4 separate regions of the Mus musculus genome follow, and all the other regions are linked to region 4. The links are chromatin contacts, called in public Hi-C and HiChIP or PLAC-seq maps. All regions are on one chromosome and are shown on one strand. The core of a region is the stretch at or near the end of the contact, and the rest is flanking DNA. Distances in the headings are between cores, read along the strand shown. Region 1 holds the start of Zcchc2 (zinc finger, CCHC domain containing 2). Region 2 has its middle 33 kb from the start of Gm20753. Region 3 overlaps Zcchc2 (zinc finger, CCHC domain containing 2). Region 4 has its middle 130 kb from the start of Gm41928.

The links. A called contact is a pair of places that touch in the nucleus more often than the background predicts. HiChIP or PLAC-seq counts read pairs in DNA pulled down with a chosen protein or histone mark.
Region 1: an H3K27ac HiChIP or PLAC-seq map of trophoblast stem cells shows a contact between it and region 4, with 4 times the contacts expected there. The contact joins the promoter of Zcchc2 here to the enhancer-like site in region 4. A contact is called at or near these places in 12 of 39 promoter capture datasets (the 3T3-L1 cell line, the C10 cell line, the HPC-7 cell line and 6 more), 1 of 15 datasets of contacts at CTCF or cohesin (large pre-B cells), 8 of 484 Hi-C or Micro-C datasets (the 3T3-L1 cell line, B cells, the HL-1 cell line and 5 more), 14 of 115 datasets of contacts at active chromatin or transcription factors (the NIH/3T3 cell line, T-cell acute lymphoblastic leukemia, bone marrow-derived macrophages and 10 more) and 4 of 9 other capture datasets (adipose tissue, embryonic stem cells, liver and 1 more).
Region 2: a contact with region 4 is called in a Hi-C map of bone marrow-derived macrophages, with 59 read pairs. The contact joins two enhancer-like sites. A contact is called at or near these places in 14 of 484 Hi-C or Micro-C datasets (CD4 T cells, CD8 T cells, ECoMG-derived neutrophils and 5 more) and 4 of 115 datasets of contacts at active chromatin or transcription factors (the HPC-7 cell line, cardiomyocytes, fibro-adipogenic progenitors and 1 more).
Region 3: a Hi-C map of bone marrow-derived macrophages shows a contact between it and region 4, with 24 read pairs. The contact joins two enhancer-like sites. A contact is called at or near these places in 1 of 39 promoter capture datasets (the C10 cell line), 2 of 484 Hi-C or Micro-C datasets (bone marrow-derived macrophages and nephron progenitors), 5 of 115 datasets of contacts at active chromatin or transcription factors (bone marrow-derived macrophages, fibro-adipogenic progenitors, large pre-B cells and 2 more) and 2 of 9 other capture datasets (adipose tissue and liver).

The regions. Positions count from the first base shown.
Region 1 is chr1:105,989,048-105,991,747 of GRCm38.p6, reverse strand. It overlaps Zcchc2 (zinc finger, CCHC domain containing 2), which reads right to left and starts at 1,342. Exons shown (of 14, transcript NM_001122676.1): 1 at 41-1,342. The coding sequence starts at 958. Gm7160 (predicted gene 7160) reads left to right here and starts at 1,466. Exons shown (of 3, transcript NR_151625.1): 1 at 1,466-1,576; 2 at 2,645-2,700.
Region 2 is chr1:106,137,560-106,140,259 of GRCm38.p6, reverse strand. No RefSeq gene overlaps it. Among named protein-coding and RNA genes, the nearest start is that of Gm20753, 33 kb to the left of the region's middle. Within about 2 kb of position 1,364, at least 3 of the 459 cell types and tissues checked have an H3K27ac peak or open chromatin away from gene starts, as enhancers often do. A contact at or near this core is called in bone marrow-derived macrophages, where this site is marked.
Region 3 is chr1:106,018,730-106,021,572 of GRCm38.p6, reverse strand. It overlaps Zcchc2 (zinc finger, CCHC domain containing 2), which reads right to left. Exons shown (of 14, transcript NM_001122676.1): 8 at 1,668-1,725. Among named protein-coding and RNA genes, the nearest start is that of Zcchc2, 30 kb to the right of the region's middle. Within about 2 kb of position 1,557, at least 41 of the 459 cell types and tissues checked have an H3K27ac peak or open chromatin away from gene starts, as enhancers often do. A contact at or near this core is called in bone marrow-derived macrophages, where this site is marked.
Region 4 is chr1:106,394,310-106,397,009 of GRCm38.p6, reverse strand. No RefSeq gene overlaps it. Among named protein-coding and RNA genes, the nearest start is that of Gm41928, 130 kb to the left of the region's middle. Within about 2 kb of position 1,314, at least 49 of the 459 cell types and tissues checked have an H3K27ac peak or open chromatin away from gene starts, as enhancers often do. A contact at or near this core is called in the HL-1 cell line, the NIH/3T3 cell line, T-cell acute lymphoblastic leukemia and 4 more, where this site is marked.

The DNA.
Region 1 (2,700 bases), core at 93-2,592, 410 kb after region 4:
GCGGAGGCCGGAGCTGCGACTGCACTTCTTCGCACCTTACCTGGGCCCTGGAGCCCGCAAAGTTGCTGGGCTCCACCTCCGCGTCCTCCGGCTCCACCCGGAGTGCGCTGCGGAGCCTCTCCAGGTGCTCCCTCAGGGTGACCCGCTGGTGGAAGGAGAAAGCCGGGTGCAGCGAAGCCATGGTGAACAGCAGCAGCAGTTCCTCTTGGGCCCTGAAGCCGAGCCCGCCTCCAGTCCCGAGCTTGGCGCAGCCACTGCCTTCCGGGCCGGGGCCGTCCTTCTCCGCGTCCTGCTCGCCATCGCCACTCGGCTCGTCCTCCACGCTGCCCCGCGAGCCCTCGGCTCGAGTCGCGCGCAGGCTTCTGAGCACCGCGTCCACCTGGGGCAGGAGGCGGTGCAGGCGGCCAGCGGCCTCTCTGTTCTCCGAGCCCAGCAGCGCTAGGTATACGATGAGGCGCGAGCGCACGGCGGGCTCTCGGAAATCGGCCAGCGACCCTGGGTCCGAGAGGCCGTTGGCCTTCGCCTCCGAGTCGCGCAGGTAGTGGTAGTCCTTGCGCGCCAAGTCCTCCAGGCACGAGCCGAGAAAGCGCAGCTCCAGCGGGTTGCACAGGTCCAGCAGCCCGCACATGAACTCAAGGCGCTGCGCCGAGCCCAGCACCAGCCCGAACCACTCATACACCCGCTCCTGTTCGCGCAGCGCCGCCGCGTGCCCGCCGCCGCCCGGCATGCCCGCGCCCGCCGTCGGCCCGCTAGCAACAGGCGGCTCGAGCCCCCGGGGCGGCGACGGCGGCGGCGGGGGTCCCCGCGGCAGGCCCGTGGGCGGCGGCGGCGGGCGGCAGTCGCGGCGGCGGCGCAGCGGAGCCTTTGCGCCCGGCCGCGCGTCCGCCTCGGGCTCCTCCGCGTCGGGCGGCGGCTCGCTGGGGTGCGTCGACTTCGGTGGCAGCTTCATCCTCAGCATCCTCAGCTAAGGCGGTGCGGACATGCGAGCGAGGGAGCGGGGGCGGCGGGAGGAGCCGAGCGCCCGGGCGGCGGCACGGCCGTCAAGAACGTTGCCCCTCCATGCCGCCGGGGCGGGCCGGGGGCGGGTCTCGCCGACCGGGGACGGGGGGCGGTGGCCGGCCGGCAGCTTCGTCCCGGCGGGAGGCGGGGCGTGACCGCGACGGCTCCTCCCCTGGGCTCTGTGCCCGCTGGGGAGTCCGGTGCGGGAGGAGCAAGTCGACGAGCGCGTCCTCCTTCCGCCTTTCCGCGTCCGCACGGGGCTGGCGGTGACGGCCTGAGCCGTTCCCTCTCGAGCCGGCGCTGGCAGAGCGGCTTGGCGAGGAGGAGGAGGAGCAGCGGGGCTGGGCGGAGACGCTGGCGGGCTCCGCGCACCGCACTCCAGCCAATCAACGTTTAGATCTGGCGTGACGCGAGCTTCTCGTTTGCCCCCCCCTCCCCGCCGGGAGCCGCCCTCTCTGAGAAGCCACGCCCACCTCCTGCTATGCTGCAAGGCTCTGGCACATCCCGCGCGGTCCTAATGCTTGATGGGTTCCAGCAGACTGAGGACGTGGGTTTGGGACTTTCGGACCACGGCGAGGTGAGCTTGGCCCGGAGCGGCAGAAGTGGGCGAGGTTCGCGTGGGAGGAGGGACATCGACTTAGTTTTTCTTGAGAGATCTGACCGTGCCGTGGCTGCAGACCATCTTCGCGTCAGCCACCGCCCTGGATCACGCCAAGTGGGTTCCCAGCCCCTGCCGCCTCGTGAACTCCGCCAAAGTCAGCCACGGGAGATTACCATATTCTAAAACTTCACCTGGACCGTTGGTGTGAACGCTGGGACGAAGATCCAGGAGTTAGGTCGGGATGTAGAGTGGTTTTGGGCGGCGAGCGCCCTTGCTCAGGCTGGCTGCAAGGTGCTGCTTTGGGCCGGGTATCCGGCTGAGGGGACCCTGTTGCTGGGGGTGCTTGGCCTAATGGTTGCATCTGGCTTGCAAGGTTAAGTTTAAGGACGCCCTCCTGCCCCAAATCTATGGTTTGCGCAATCACTTATTGCCTACGTTTTAGTTCCTATCCGTGAACATTTGGAATTCTTGAGCTGGTGTGAATTTCCTGTAACTCTTTTAAACAATTTAATAAGTTACTGTCTTGTCAGGGTTTTAAGTTTTTAAGCGATATTACATTTTTAAGTTTTGTAGACACCGCCCTCCCTATGACTCTTTCAGTGATATGTATAGCCCAACCATAAAAATCAATTTAAAAACCAAACCAACCCAAGGGGCCATGATTGCTCTCAGAGCCATCAGGACCATCCTGTCTCATTTGTGCTGGAGCCTGACTGCCGGTCAAGAGTTCTTGGCATGCTGTTTGTCAGTCCATGATTGTAAATAAATATAAATCTTGTGCCCAGGGGCGGGGGAAACAGGATTATTATTATTATTATTATTATTATTATTATTATTATTATTTGAGGGTCCATAATAGTAGTTTCTTTGTGTGTTTGCTTTTTAAAATTTCCGACAGTTTTAAATAAAGAACTTATACCACATAACCAAAGTAGGAGCGTGAGAAAATTAAAAGCCACACTAACCCTCGTTGAGAGTGTTGGGACATCTACAGAGTGTATAGAATCGCCTTTATCTCACAAACTCTGCGGCTTTATCATTTAGGATAAGACTGAATTGAACCCTAAATCAGCTTCCGTGATAAAACCGAGAGATGGAGA
Region 2 (2,700 bases), core at 115-2,614, 260 kb after region 4:
GGCCCATCGGACACACAAACTTTATATGCCCCAGTACAGGGGAACGCCAGGGCCAAAAAAAAAATGAGAATGGGTGGGTAGGGAAGTGGGGGGGAGGGTATGGGGGACTTTTGGGATAGCATTGGAAATGTCATTGAGGAAAATACGAAATAAAAAAAATGACCATCTATGTTAGTACATTTTACTCTCTGAAAAAAATAGATTTCATTATGTAAAATAGAATTTTACTATGTAAAACAGTATTTTTTTTAAATTTTCAGTCATTGTACATTGAAGATGGTCTCCTTTCCAGCTTAAATTTTACATAAAATTTAAATGTTTGTCTTAGTCAAGGTTTTATTGTGTGCACAGACACCATGACCAAGGCAATTCTTATAAAGGACAACATTTAATTGGGGCTGGCTTGCAGGTTCAGAGGTTCAGTCCATTATCATCAAGGTTGGGGCATGGCAGCATGCAGGCAGGCATGGTGCAGGCAGAGCTGAGAGTTCTACATCTTCACCTGAAGGCTGCTAGCAGAATACTGACTTCCAGGCAGCTAGGATGAGGGTCTTAAAGCCCACGTCCACAGTGACACACCTACTCCAACAAGGCCACACGCTCTAATAGTGCCACTCCCTGGGCGGAGCATATACAAACCATCACAATGTTACTCTTCAAATCTGTTTTAAATGCAGGATTTTCCTCTGGGTGTAGCAGCCCACATCTGTAACCACAGCATTTACGAGGTAAAGGAGATAGGCAAACAAACACAGCACTCAAGAGCAGCTTCAGCTATGGAGTGGAGAGCAGGGCCAGCCTGAGCTATATGAGACCTACCTCAGGGAAATCAGTCAACACACAGACTCTGCCCTTTCAGACAGCCACAGTGACCAACAGTGTGCTGTTTTCTGTTGGAAGTGTTTCTCACAACCATTCCCAGTTGTCTCTCCTAACTTCTCTTTTGTCTGTTCTTCCTCACACAAGGCAGCCACTTAGAAAATAACCACAAAGATTACAAAACAGGAATTAAGGAGAAAAATAAAAAGGTCAACTATAAGAGAAATCAGTTAAACACAAAAGAAAGCAGTATGGAAGGAATTGAGGGTGAAGAAAAATTACATCCAAACAACTAGCAAAATGGCAGAAGTAGGAGTCTTGGAGATTTAGTAAATATACATCCAACACACAGTATATATGGCACATATTAATGTGTGTACACTAAATAGCACTTTATTCCAAAGAGATTAAACAACTGTGGTGGTTTTGAATGAGAAATCTCCTCCATAGGCTTATGCATTTGAAAACTTTCCCTAGTTGGGAGGTCACACTACCTTTAGTGGGCGGAGCCTTGCTGGGGGAAGTGAGTGGGGGGGTGGAGTGGAAGGATTTGAAGGGTTTAAAGCCTTGCTTTGCTTCCAGTTTGCTGTCTCTGCTTCCTGTGTGTGCAGTTGGGACACAATTTCTCAGCTCCCTGTTCCTGCCACCATGTCTCTCCTGCCACTATGAACTCTAGCTCTGTAGAACTGAAAACCAAAGTAAACGCTTCCTTAAGTTGCCTTTGGTCAGTGTTTTATCACAGCAGAAATTAATACAGTCACTGCTATATGGGGCTGTAAAATGTTCCCAAAGGCTTGAACCCCTGGTTCCTGGATGATGGAACATATAGGAGGTAAATGCGAGATAGAAGTGGGTGACTTTCAGGGCAGGCCTTATAGGCAGGCTTATAGAAACCTCTTCTTCCTGGTCGTCACCATGTGACAGTTAGCTACTATATACTCTTTCCATAGTGGAGCAAGAATATTCAGCTGGCATGCTCTTTTCCCTATAACAGACTGTTCTTTCTCAACTAGGAGTCACAAGAAACCCTTCTTCCTTTAAATTGTTATTAGGTATTCTGTGCTAATTAAACAGCACAGATGCTGTTCTGTATGATAGTGTAATGGTAGATATAGATGCCACACACTTGTGGAACCTAAAGGATGTACAGCTGGAAGAGGTTTTCATGAACTACCAGAACAACTTTCTTTTAAAAAAAATATTTATTTTATATTTGCTAGTACACTGTAGTTGTCTCAGGCACACCAGAAAAGGACGTCAGATTCCATTACAGATGGTTGTGAGCTACCATGTGGTTACTGGGAATTGAACTCATGACCTTTGGAAGAGCAGTCAGTGCTCTTAACCACAGAGCCATCTCTTCAGCCCCTCTCACTACCACCACCCCCCAATGGGTAGAACATCCTACCAAGAGCTGTGAGGAAACACAGGGCTATAACTATATCTCACTATAAATGATAACACCAAATCCAGCTGAATACTCATGCTTCCCATCGCAGGTCACAAGTTAGACCACAAAACAATCGCTACATGTCTTAAATAGTAAAATAGTGAAAGCAGTTTCCTGAGCTACCACAGGTGGGAAAGTATCAATGACAGAAGGGAAACTGCAAATATCACTCATATATAGGAAATAATAGAAATTTATTTGAGACAAGGCGTTACTCTGTAGCTCAGTCTGACCACAGACTTATGGCAATCCTCCTGTTTCAGCCTCCTAGTGCTGGGTTTATAGGCAGGAGCCACCATGCCCAGCTAACAAAAGACCTAAAGAAAAAGGAAGCAAAGAGGAGAGCACAAAGGAGATTCCAATATTTGAAAATGAGTTGAAAACAAAACACAACATGCTAGTAAGAGTTCAGAGGGAAGGTTACAATGTCA
Region 3 (2,843 bases), core at 308-2,807, 380 kb after region 4:
GTATACGCTAAGAAATAAGTAAATGGACAGTATCATTAATGCCTGTCCTTAGAGAGTGGCAGCACGTGTACATTTGCCATTAGTGTCCTGTGACTGGGTGTCCCTGCTTCACCTGCAGTCCAATCAACAGAGGGGCTGCAGAGCCTGGATCAGCAGGGGCTGCCGAGCGAGGAACTGTACAATTAGGTTTATGAAGGATCAACCTAATGTGACTGGAAACCCCCCACGGCCTAAATAATGCAGAGGATGAAGTTATTGGGTTTACACTTTGGGAAGACAGAGAGTTCTGCCAAGTCACTGAAAGAACCAAATGTAAAGTCTTCAACTATGAAGCCAGTGTAAGAATTCAACAGATGGGAAACTGAGGGAAAGAGCTGATAACAAGCTTGGTCTGAAGAAGCTACACTGAAGGACAAAAGGATGGAACATAAAAACCTAAGAGACAAGTGGGATGGATGTGTGAGCAGCCCACACACAAGGACCTCGGGGACTCTTACAAGACGGCTTCAGAGAACAGAAACTGACTATCTGAAGACATAAGCTGAGAACTTTCTAAAGTCAAAATATAGAAAGTTACAGAGTTTAGAAGCACAAGTAATGCAAACAGCTACAAAGTCCATCACGGACAACAGAGAAAAGCTCAAAGGCTCTAGGAGGAAAGGCTACCGAAAGAACAGCTCTAAGAGTGGATCAGAGAAGGGAGGGCTTCAGTCCCAGGAGAGAGGAGGAACCAGGGCTGCCACAAGCAAAGGAGTCCCAAGCTCATCTACAAAGAAAGAAAGAAAGCAGCTGCCCATAGGAGGGTCCTGACTAAAAGAGCAGAACGCTTGTGGCATTTAGATGAGGGGCAGTACTAGTAAGCTAGAAATCACATCAACAATTTGATCTGCCAGAGACATCAGGTGTCAGAGATAGGCCAACGGGGTGGCACACAGCAGATGAAAACTACACAGCCAGAAGACTGTCAGTTACAGCTTCAAAGAGGCAGCAGAAAAGAAATGCCAACCAAGACTCACTCAGCTAAGCACAGCTCAGTGGTAGATGGCTTTGATTTGTGAGCACAATAATACACAGTACAATACACAGTAATACAAAGTGTATACACACACACACACACACACACACACACACACACACACACACAAACACACACACACCCTAACTGCATTCATTTAAAAGGGAAACCATCATAGGTGGATGCTGAGGGACAAGACAGCAGAAAGAGATCTAAATGAATGCTGGAAAACAGTGCCACAATTTAAAACTATGAAGACAATGAAAATGCAGGATGACTGTAACCCAGGCAAAAGCAATACAGTGACCTGAGTCCCTTAGAGTACTCAAGGAATCGTGCAAGCACAAACTGTCTATGAATTTATGTTACCCGTTAAGAGGTGAAAGACACACTGCAATTTTGGGGGCAGCTACAAGAATAAAATTCAGTATGTAACTCTGAAGGCTGCCACAAAAGAACTTCCCCAAAGGGCAGGAAGGAAGGGGACAAAAGGGAAACAGCACGCACGGCAACTGAAAAGAAAGCAAAACAAAAAACCCACCCGAGAGGAAAATGGCAGACTCCCAGACAGCACACAGGTGAGAAGTTGACTAAACACTGACTGAGTGTAAGGTGTACAAAGGCATTTACACTTTAGAAGTTAGATACCTACTTCAGAGCGGGACTTTTCCCAGCATGTTTCTTGTGGATGATGGTGTGCTGTAACACATCTAGGGTGGGAGAAAGAAGAGTGAATTAATTCAGGACACTATGTGCTACAGCAAAGCACTGAAAGGATGCTCGTGCTGACTGACGCAGCTGGAGGGCTCCTGCCCAGCTCTGACCTAGCTCCCAGCACACAGGGCACTTCCACTTGTTTCTGTGAGACAAGGTCTACTATATGGTCCAGGCTGACCTCAAATCCAACTCCTGGCTTCATCCTCCGGGGTGCCAGGATTACTGTGTGCATTACCATACCAAGCTTACAGAAGATACCATAACAAATCTTCAATTGCCTAATACACTATTGAATTACCTCAAATGTGCACACCAATCTTACTCAAAATTATGCAATTTTAACGTGAGCGTGTTACTTCAAACTGAATTTACTTCAGGTAAAACTATTTCTATTAAAATTTTCAATATTTTTAAAAGTCCACAAGATCACTCTCAAGTTACTCTAAAAAAGAAATGATGTATGAGATCTGACTACAGGTCACCCTTTACTCCCCTGCTCCCCTCCACAGAAGTTAACTATTACCTAACTTGCTGAAACACTATAGCGAAAGCTCCATTTTAACCACCTGTGCATGTGAGTACATTCATAAACTCACAGAGGGCTATGGCGGGCTTTATTCTAACTGCTGCCCAGCAGATATACTTAGTATGTCTACTGAGACTACTTAGTTGAAACATTCAGGTGACTCCCTGGTATTTGTCACTACAAACCCTGGTGCAGCCAGCACATGGTCTAATTTCATAGATGCTGAATCAGCAGGTAGTAGCCATGATCTCCAGCTTCACTGCATCATGCCATGTGGTCTGTGCAAACACACGCGCCAATTAACATCTCATCCATAACGTCTGAGCTCCTACTGTCATATCCTGGACATCAGATGTGAAAACGGCTTACTGGTCTGATGAATGTGCGTGCAGTGGTGTCTTGGCCCTGTCCTTCACTTTCTCAATTACCTGGGAGGCTGTGTGCCTATTGGCTTGAGGGTTTCATCATATATTTCCTATGCTCCATTTTACTCACATGTTGGAATAAATTCTCCACTGATTCACATCATCCCATGATGATATCACTGACTGATCTACTGCAGAAAAATCCTCCTACTTCGAGCAA
Region 4 (2,700 bases), core at 65-2,564:
AACCAAAGGCCAACAAATGCAATACATATTATTTATATGTACATTGAGGCCAGGAAACAGAACAGTAAAAAACAGGGCTTAAGGGCCATTTGCCCATTTCTTCCTGATGTGTTCAATGTCTTCAAGAAGGGAAGAGGGGCATTTTGAGGGGAGAGCATTCTGCTTTCAGACATTTATGTATATCTAGTATCAACACGGCGCTGGCTTAGACCCTCAAAGCGTCTCAAGATCATACCCCAGCCAGGCCCCTCAGGTCCTGTGCTGGTTTTGAGATGGCCATGGATTGTTGATTAAGGATGAGTGAACATGCAAATCAGATGGAGGTCCTGGAAGGGCTCTTACCTTCCTTTACCTGAGCAAGGTTTAGTGTGAACTTTGATCCAATTGATATAGCAGGTAGGGGTTAGGATAAGAAAAAACAAATCAAAGCTATCACAGATGCTTTAGAGCCATTTACATTTTCAAACACATATATATCAGACATGGGGATCCATATCAGCACAGGCCAGATCAATGACAATGACGAAAGCAGTTGGCCTAGAGTCATTTGCACAACATGGGAATTTCGGAGATGAACTGAAAGAGAGAAACTAGTAGTATTTAATGACAGATATTGGGAGCTCCCCCAGCGACAGTGAGTCTGCTCCCCCACAAGAGAAGTGAGTCTTCTCTTCCACTCGCCACTTGAAGCATTTGTGCCGTGCTCCCGGATTTCTGAGCAGCCTAGTTCTGTGCTGGAATAGTGACAACTTACATGGAAGGCGTTAGTGAGTTTCCGATCTGTCACTCGGGAGGCAGTTACAGATAATATAACCCCACTTTTCAGCGATTATTCTGCTTAGCACCAGGGAAGGACTCAAGACCCTTTGATGAGAGTCAACATTACGCCAATGGGGCTTTTTTTTCTTTTTTCCCCCCTCCCTTAGTTACAGCCAGTAGTGACATCACATATCTACTCTGTAAGACTGCATGCATACCATTAATGCTCTCTGTTTTCCCTTGTTTTCTAACCCCAGGGAAGGCAAGGGTAGACAAATGCTGGATCGATTATAATTCTGGTCGCATGTTATTTAAATTTCCTATTATAGGAACCAAGTAGTCACCAATGATACCACATTGTAAAGCAGAGACTGGTACAAGGTACAACAGACGCTAGGATTTAATGCAGCATCTCTGCCACACTTAATTAGTGGTGAGGATTACTTTCTATTCCATGAAGAAAACTGCTAAACAGTTTCTTCAGTCCAAATGGAGTCGGTGGCCTGGCCCCCAAACTACTCACCAGTAGGTGGTGCTATAACAAAAGCAATCAAAAGAAAGCAGCCACACTAGTCTGGCCCTGGCCAGAGATTGGCCTGATGGGTAAGGGCAGGAAGCCTGGAGGCTGCCTGTATCTGCTAGTAGGTGGCTGATCTGACAGGAACTGGTGTCCTGGCCCCAGCAAGGTCATCAGCCTCAGGGCAACCCTTTCTCCTGTGCAGACATCATGGCTTTAGGGGTCTTCAAGTATTAATAAAATACTTAAAGCTCAAAATCCACTTCAGATTTATAAGCACCTTCACATACACTATTAGAGTGTATCTTGGTAAACAGAAGTGAATAAATTCACCTTAGGAAATAACTGCGGAGGCTCCTACATAAGAGCATGGAGACTTCCCAGTATGTCTGTGCCTCTTTAGTCCCTTCACATGGATGCAACATAAAAGTTTCTCCTCTACAGTACTATGTACTGCCAAGTCCCCCAAAAGAACTTCTCTCTCCACAGTTCCACGCGTGTGATGTGCACAATGTCTCAATGACAGAACGGACAGAGATGTAAATGCCAGAGGACTGTGGATGCACAAACACAGCATCTAACCTGCTGCTCTCTCCCACGTCTGCTGGTTCTGCTGTGTAGCCGCCTCAGATGCTGTCATGGAGTCTACAAGTACTGACTCTGTTCACCAGCCTCCACAGGTTCTGACCCCTCTGAAAGAGTCACACTGTGTGCTCTAGGCCTCCTCCACAAAGATGAACTCTACCCAGAGTTGGGATTTAAGCACTGATGACTTGGAAGCTGGACAGGAAATAAGGCACTGGGGAGCACTAGGAAGTTGTGTGGTTTCTATGTGACCTATGCCCCACATGGTATGATGCACAGTAAGGGAGGGAAGGGCTAGAGAGTCAGGCAGGATCATCCCCTGGGATGACTCGACTTCCAGTTGAAGGCACAAGGCCTCTTCCACACTTGGGAAACACAGTTTCTTCAGCTACTGGGTCCAGTGCTGTGCTGGAGTGAGCTACCTCTTCTTCTGTGGGCTCGGCCATTAGTCTGGGCTGGCCAAGTACTACTGAGGGCACACCTGAAGGGAGACAACAGGGATGCCACCTGCCTTCCACATACAGCTCTTAATTGACAGTTACAATGGAAGGTGCATGGACCTGTTCACGTGATCTCCTGGAAGAGCTGAAACCCATCTTGGTTCTGTAGGAGGTCTGCAGGTTCTCTGCAGGGCTCTCCTCTATGCAGTCCCCATCCAGTCCTCTCTTCCAGTGAGGACTACCTTGCATAATCATAAAAAGAAAAGGGTAACAACAGCTGTGTGTGCGGTTGACCAGAAGGTCGATTCTACTACCTCATTCACTGCAGCTGAACTTGACTATTAAGGAAACAAACCCCAAACCATAATGTTGGTTAATCTCACCCCCATCTATTCCTTC